Linked DNA regions of Mus musculus: region 1 is linked to region 2. A link is a contact called in public HiChIP or PLAC-seq data. All regions are on one chromosome and are shown on one strand. The core of a region is the stretch at or near the end of the contact, and the rest is flanking DNA. Distances in the headings are between cores, read along the strand shown.

Region 1 (3,048 bases), core at 181-2,680, 37 kb before region 2:
TGGCTATGAGTCTGTTGAAACAATGGATCCCAAGAGACTGGGAGTCTCTCCATCTCTCCGGGAATCTCTTGCTGGAGTGAGAAAAAGTCCTGAAGGCAGTCAGAGGAGGGAACAGTCTCTGGAAGGAACATCACTTGCTAGAGATAGGCAGAGATGAGACATTCCTCTGTGGGCGACTACACCTTGGTGGCTGGGCTGCTTAGGCATGTCTATCTCTTAGCTTCCATTTAAAATTTCAGAGAAAATTTAGGATCCCACCAATGGACTGAGGTGAGGAACAGTGGATACACTGAATAAACCTCTTTTTCCTCCTTTTTTTCCCTCACTATTTATTTGGCTCTCAGTTGTCTTAGGAAGGCTAGATGGCCAGGCCTGGCTGGCTGGGCACAGGCTGTTGACCTCCAGCCCCTATAGCCCTTTTGTCCCTATGTTCCTATTATATGGCTGAGGACTAGAGGCTCAGTCTCAGTCTTGAAGACATCTATTTATTTGTTGATATTTCTTTTTATTTTATGTGTCTAGGTGCTCTGCCTGAATGTCTGTGCATAACGTGAGCCCAGAGGTCAGCAGAAAGTAAATGGTCTTCCTGGAACTGCAGTTACAGATGTTTGATTGCCTCTGTGGGTGCACTGGGCTTTGAACCTGGTTCTCCAGAGGAGCAAATAATCTGGGCTCTTAAAGGGTTAAGCCAACTCCCCAACCCCTCTCGAGGGGTTTTATACAGAACCTTTGTCCCTGCATTTGTTTTTAAGGAAACGACTTTCCTCTAGATCAGTGCAACAGAGATAACGTTCATTACAATAGGAATTATTTTAAGAAATGGTTGAATTAAACTCTTAATACAACAGGTATCAGTGGAGAGCTCTAGAGTAACTTAATTATAAATGATAGCAGCATTAGCGAAAATACTTGGTAATAATGTTTGGGAGGACCAGGCTCAGCAAAGCAGAAGGCAAGAAAGTGGCCTGACAAAAGTCTTTGGTTAAGAAGTTGAGAGAGAAACTAGGTTGGTTTGGATCTACATACCTACTTTGACCTCACTTCCCAGGTAAAGGATAACAGCTAACCCTCAAAGGATGCAGTCTGGCTGTGTAACCACCAGAGGAGAGCCATCGCCTTGGCACACTACAGGCACACTACACCTTGCACGCCTTCCTCAAATCAGTTCAGCATAAAACAATCAAAGCAGTCCTTATCTGTCCCTGGTGCAGGCGGCGGTCTAGCTCTGGCAAGACTCCAGGGCGTTAACCCAGGGCGGGGCCGCGCGCACCTGCCAGGCGCCAATCACAGGTTGGCGCGCAGGAGCGCAAGCGCCACTGGCCTGGGCGGGGCTTCTCCGGTTTCAGGCTCCACCTTTATTGGCAACCCTGTGGTGACGTTCAGCCGCCTCGACCAATAGCTACGGGGCCGGTCCGCCGTGCAGACGGAAGTAGTGCAGGCAAAGTGGTCCCAGAGTCAGGCGCAGCGAGGTGCTGCTGCAGAGCCGGGTCGTGGCTCACGCGTCTTGTGCCAAAATGCCGCGCTTCGCCTTGACCGTTATCCGCCAGTGAGTATCGCAGTTGCCGGGAGCTTCCTGGCCTGGGTCTCTTCTGGTCCCTACGTGCTCCAATCCGGGGAGGGTGGGCTTTCCATGTGCTTTTTCTTTGCATCCTCTCGTGTCCAATCTTTTATCCGCGACACCCTGCGTGAGGAAGCCGGGTCTTAAATGTCAAGAGCCTTGCGTTTTCCACGAGGAAAGAAGTGTGGAGAAGCACACGATCACGGTTCCCAGCCATTGCGAGAAGACATGACCCGGCCTCTCGACTTTTCAGTGTGACCTTTTCTGCCCCCTAGTAAATTCCAGAGTTTTTAGAATTGCTGAGCCACACCTCATCTATCCTATGCTGGTTGCCTTATTTTCTCACCCTCCCCTCCCCCTTTCTCCTTGCATCGGGGGTACTTTTGCAATTTACCTCCCTTCAGAGGCTACAGTTCTGAGGGAAAAAATTAGAGAGTTCGAGATCTCCGTCTCAGTCGACTGCATCACCCTGAACAAACATTTTTATCATGACAGATTTCATGGAGCAGAATCTGGCTTTAGGTCACCTATCGTTTTCCTTCCCAGTACATGTTTGCCTGGTGATGATGGTAGGCAGATTCAGGGTGGGTAAGAGGAGGGAAGTTTCAAGGCGTTGCTTGGTTGGGATTCAGGCTCCTCGTTGGGATTCAGTAGCTGCCTCGTAGGACAGACTTAATCTTTCTGACCTGCGTTCCGATAAGCAGATTGGTGGCAGCAGTCTTTCTAATCTCTCTGGATCTAACCAAATGGAGAGGATGGAGCACATGGAGCAGAGAGGAAGAAATATGCCCGAGAATTAAATAACGTGTTCTTCTGTAAGCAAAGCTCAGATAAAAAGCAGCTGAGTCTCACCTGTGTAGTCAGGGCTTATCAGAACAGCTTCTCGGAGCGGGACTGATTACCGTTTCCGGCTTCATAGGGCTCACAGGAACGCTGACAGCGTTTGAACCTTGTGGCGACCTTCTTCAACGCATGCTTTTTCTGTCCAGCTTCCTCTTTATAGGAAGATGGTCTCCAGCATCATGTGAAGTGGACCTTTAGGATTCAGGGATTTTAGTGGCTAAATTAGAACTCTGGTTCCCTGTGTCTTTCTGTGTCCCTGTGCTTTCTAGAATGTTCCGGGAGATGATACCGCTTTATTGGGAGCACTAAAGGAACATGAACCCCCTTGTCCTCTTTTCAATGTAGACCCTGCTGGGAAACGATCCCTACTTAGATTTTTTTTTTTTTTTTTTTTTTGGTTTTTCGAGACAGGGTTTCTCTGTAGTCTTGGCTGTCCTGGAACTCACTTTATAGTCCAGGCTGGCCTTGAACTCAGAAATCCGCCTGTCTCTGCCTCCCAAGTGCTAGGATTAAAGGCGTGCGCCACCACCGCCCGCCCCCTACTTAGATTCTTAACGGGCAATATCTGTGTGAATATGGAGTATCTGTGATTCACTGGAGAGTAAGGGGAGTCAGACTCCAGGGAACTTAAAGTTGTGGGGCAAGTA
Region 2 (2,909 bases), core at 382-2,881:
CCCATTTCCTGTCAGTGTAGCCCGTGGGCAGGTGTAAGCTGCTGGCTTTGCGTGTGCCTGTACCTGGCTGCTAGGTTTAAGGTCTGTTGGTTTCTAGCAGAGAGAAGATTGTTCGCACAGCAAGGCCACATCCAGGAAATGGGCTCACCTACTACAACAGCACAGAGGCGATCATAATCCTTACAGAAAGTTCTTTAGTGAAGTGCAAACTGCCACTGCTCAGTGCTCTACATGGCACAGAGCCTAGCTGCATCTTCTGTACCCTCTTGGAGTAATTTTTCAGTTTTGTTTTGTCTTATTCTTTGTGTATAGCTGTCTTGTCTGCTTGTATTTCTGTGTACCACATTTCTTCAGTGCCATCAGAGGTCAGAAGAGGGCATTGAACCTCCCGGAATTGGAGTTATAGATTGCTATAAGCTACCACTTGGGTGCTAGACTGGACCTGGACCCTCTGTAAGAGCAGCAAGTGCCCTTAGCTGCTGAGCCATTTCTCCAGCCCCATTTAGAATACTTTTTGCTTGTCTGTAACATAGAACATGTGTCTCTTCCAATACCCATCTCTCTTGCCACTCTATTTTCTATGTGTTATTCCTTATGCTGGAAGGGGCTTTCAGTTGAATACATCTGGTTGATTGACAGGTATGATTAGTGATCCAATTTTCCATAGACTCCATCCTTAAGAATATTCCAATTGTTTCACATCACCAGTGAGTTCACCACTAGCTAATCAGTTTTGTTAGCAACTAAACACATTTCAGCTTCTCAGAGAAGAACCACCAACCAACCACACAGGACGCTTCTGAAGTACCCTGCACACCTGCTGAGTGGATGCATTCAGTCAGACTTGCTAAGACAAAGCAGCTTGGTGGTCTGTCTTTAACATAATGTCTCTTGAGAAGGTTTGCTTTAGTTTCCAGACAGTCTCACAATGTAACCCTGACTAGTCTCTCCCAGTTAAGTTCTGTCTGGGTTATTCTTCTCTTTGAGCCCTTGTCTTTCTGTCCATCTTTCCCTCTAATTCTTGAGCAGAAGAAAAGAAAATTATCTCTCATTATTGGAAATGGGTTACAATAGCAATTATTCAGGTTGAGAAAAACTTGTGAGTCAAATAATAAAGGGGAAGAAAAAAAATCTTCCTTTTAGGTTACACACACACACACACACACACACACACACCCCAAAACTATGCATACAAGAAACTAGACAATTTATCTAGCCCAAGGTTTCCCCAATACCTCTGTAGGTCAACAGCAGAGAGTTTCCCCTCTTCCCAACCTGGAACCCATACTCACTGTAGATGGTCTGATGGGGGGTGCCATCTACATGACCATCCCTATGGATCTGTAGGTGATAGCTGGTCCTGGCTGTAGCCGTGTACAGGTGGGTCAGGCTTCCCCAGTTGGAGCCAAGCAATGGGGAAGTGTCCGGATAGGCTCTAGCAGTGCCCAAGCTGCAGACAGTGCAGAGCACGCCCACCAGGAGTCTAAGGCAGGTCCCTAGCATTGCACAGCACTGAGTGGCTAATGCTGAGTTTGAAATCTGACACTCCCAGACAGGCTGGGCCCTTGCTGGCCTTTCTCTTCTTCCTAGGAAGAAGCTGAGAACTGAGGTGGGGATCCTGGGCTAGATTCCCTCCTTTTTTCCCCGGGACTTTTAAAGGGTGGTGGTGTGACATCAAGCAGGAAAAACAATGCCGCCACATCCTCTGTGTTGTAATCATCCATTCAAAGAAAAAGCCCAGACTTCTTAGGCTTGCGGAAGGCGCGTCAGTTCCAGGCACACACATACATGCACGCACACACCCCTCAATTTCAAGCCAGTGCTCCCATAAGTGAATGATGTGTGGGCAAAAGTTATCTGTGACCCTGGGTCATTTGTTGACCTGTCCCCACTTCCATCAGGAAGTGTGAAGGCAGCCAGCAGTACTGAAACAAACAAACAAAAAAAACCCCAGAAAACCAGAAAGCCGCCTCCTCGCTAACTCATCTCCCTCCAGTGTCCTTGTTTTGGTTTGCTTAAGCCCTTTTCCTCCAGCTGCCAAGTGTGTTCTTGGAGCTTACTCCTGGCTGTTGCATCTGGCAAGTGTCTTGATATATGGTCATAAGTGATGCTATCAGGCAAATGAGACTCCCCCCTACCCCCATACACAAACCCCAGGAAGGGTGTTAGGTGGGAGCATGAGCTCAACACCTCCCATCACCATTCCCAAAGACCTCAAGGCAAGAAGAAAGAAAACAAGGTCTTGAGGTCAGCAAAAATGGCAAGATCTGGTTTCTCAGTTTCCCTCGTCTGGATGAGGCAGGGAACTAAACTGGCAATTATGGCTTTGCCAATAGGAAGGAGACTCATTTGGAGGACTGGAACGGCACTGCTGGCTGATCAGAGGAATCAGAGGGCAGGAAGCATCCAGGAGCTGCAGGACTGGGCACCTCCCCAGCCCATGTCCACACCCTGGGACCTTGTATGAGTGGATGCCTCACTGCAGAAATTGCTCTGTGCATGCCCTCTGTGGAGGTGCGTCTGATGCAGCGGTGTGGGGTGTGGGGTGTGGTGTGTGGGGTAGGAGGTTGAAGGCAGACTAACACACACAGTCCATTGGAAGGCAGACTGCTGGAACAGACATCAGCAGTATATGGCCACAAGAAAAGGACTGCTCACTCAGTGTCCCAGGTTACTGAGTTCCTACAACAGATGAGTATCCCACAAGATAGACATCAAAGCGGATGGAAGAGAGAGCAAGATGTGACAAATCAAGCGGAGGAAGCAGATAAAGACGAGTAGCCATCGTGTAAAGCACATGGATGCTTGCACACGCCAAGGCAAGTGGAGATGCCCGTTCCACCTCCAGTTCCAGTTGGGTCCAGGCTTCTGTGGTTTACAGAGTGTTTTCTCATCCACTAGTTCTTTGA

What was found. HiChIP or PLAC-seq counts read pairs in DNA pulled down with a chosen protein or histone mark.
Region 1: a contact with region 2 is called in an H3K27ac HiChIP or PLAC-seq map of embryonic stem cells, with 9 read pairs. The contact joins the promoter of Tigar here to the promoter of Fgf23 in region 2. A contact is called at or near these places in 2 of 39 promoter capture datasets (the HPC-7 cell line and macrophages), 1 of 484 Hi-C or Micro-C datasets (liver), 5 of 115 datasets of contacts at active chromatin or transcription factors (the 230-238 cell line, effector CD8 T cells and embryonic stem cells) and 3 of 9 other capture datasets (adipose tissue, liver and pancreatic islet).

What each region holds. Positions count from the first base shown.
Region 1 is chr6:127,107,934-127,110,981 of GRCm38.p6, reverse strand. It overlaps Tigar (Trp53 induced glycolysis regulatory phosphatase), which reads left to right and starts at 1,430. Exons shown (of 6, transcript NM_177003.5): 1 at 1,430-1,546. The coding sequence starts at 1,515.
Region 2 is chr6:127,071,624-127,074,532 of GRCm38.p6, reverse strand. It overlaps Fgf23 (fibroblast growth factor 23), which reads right to left and starts at 1,631. Exons shown (of 3, transcript NM_022657.4): 1 at 1,293-1,631. The coding sequence starts at 1,503.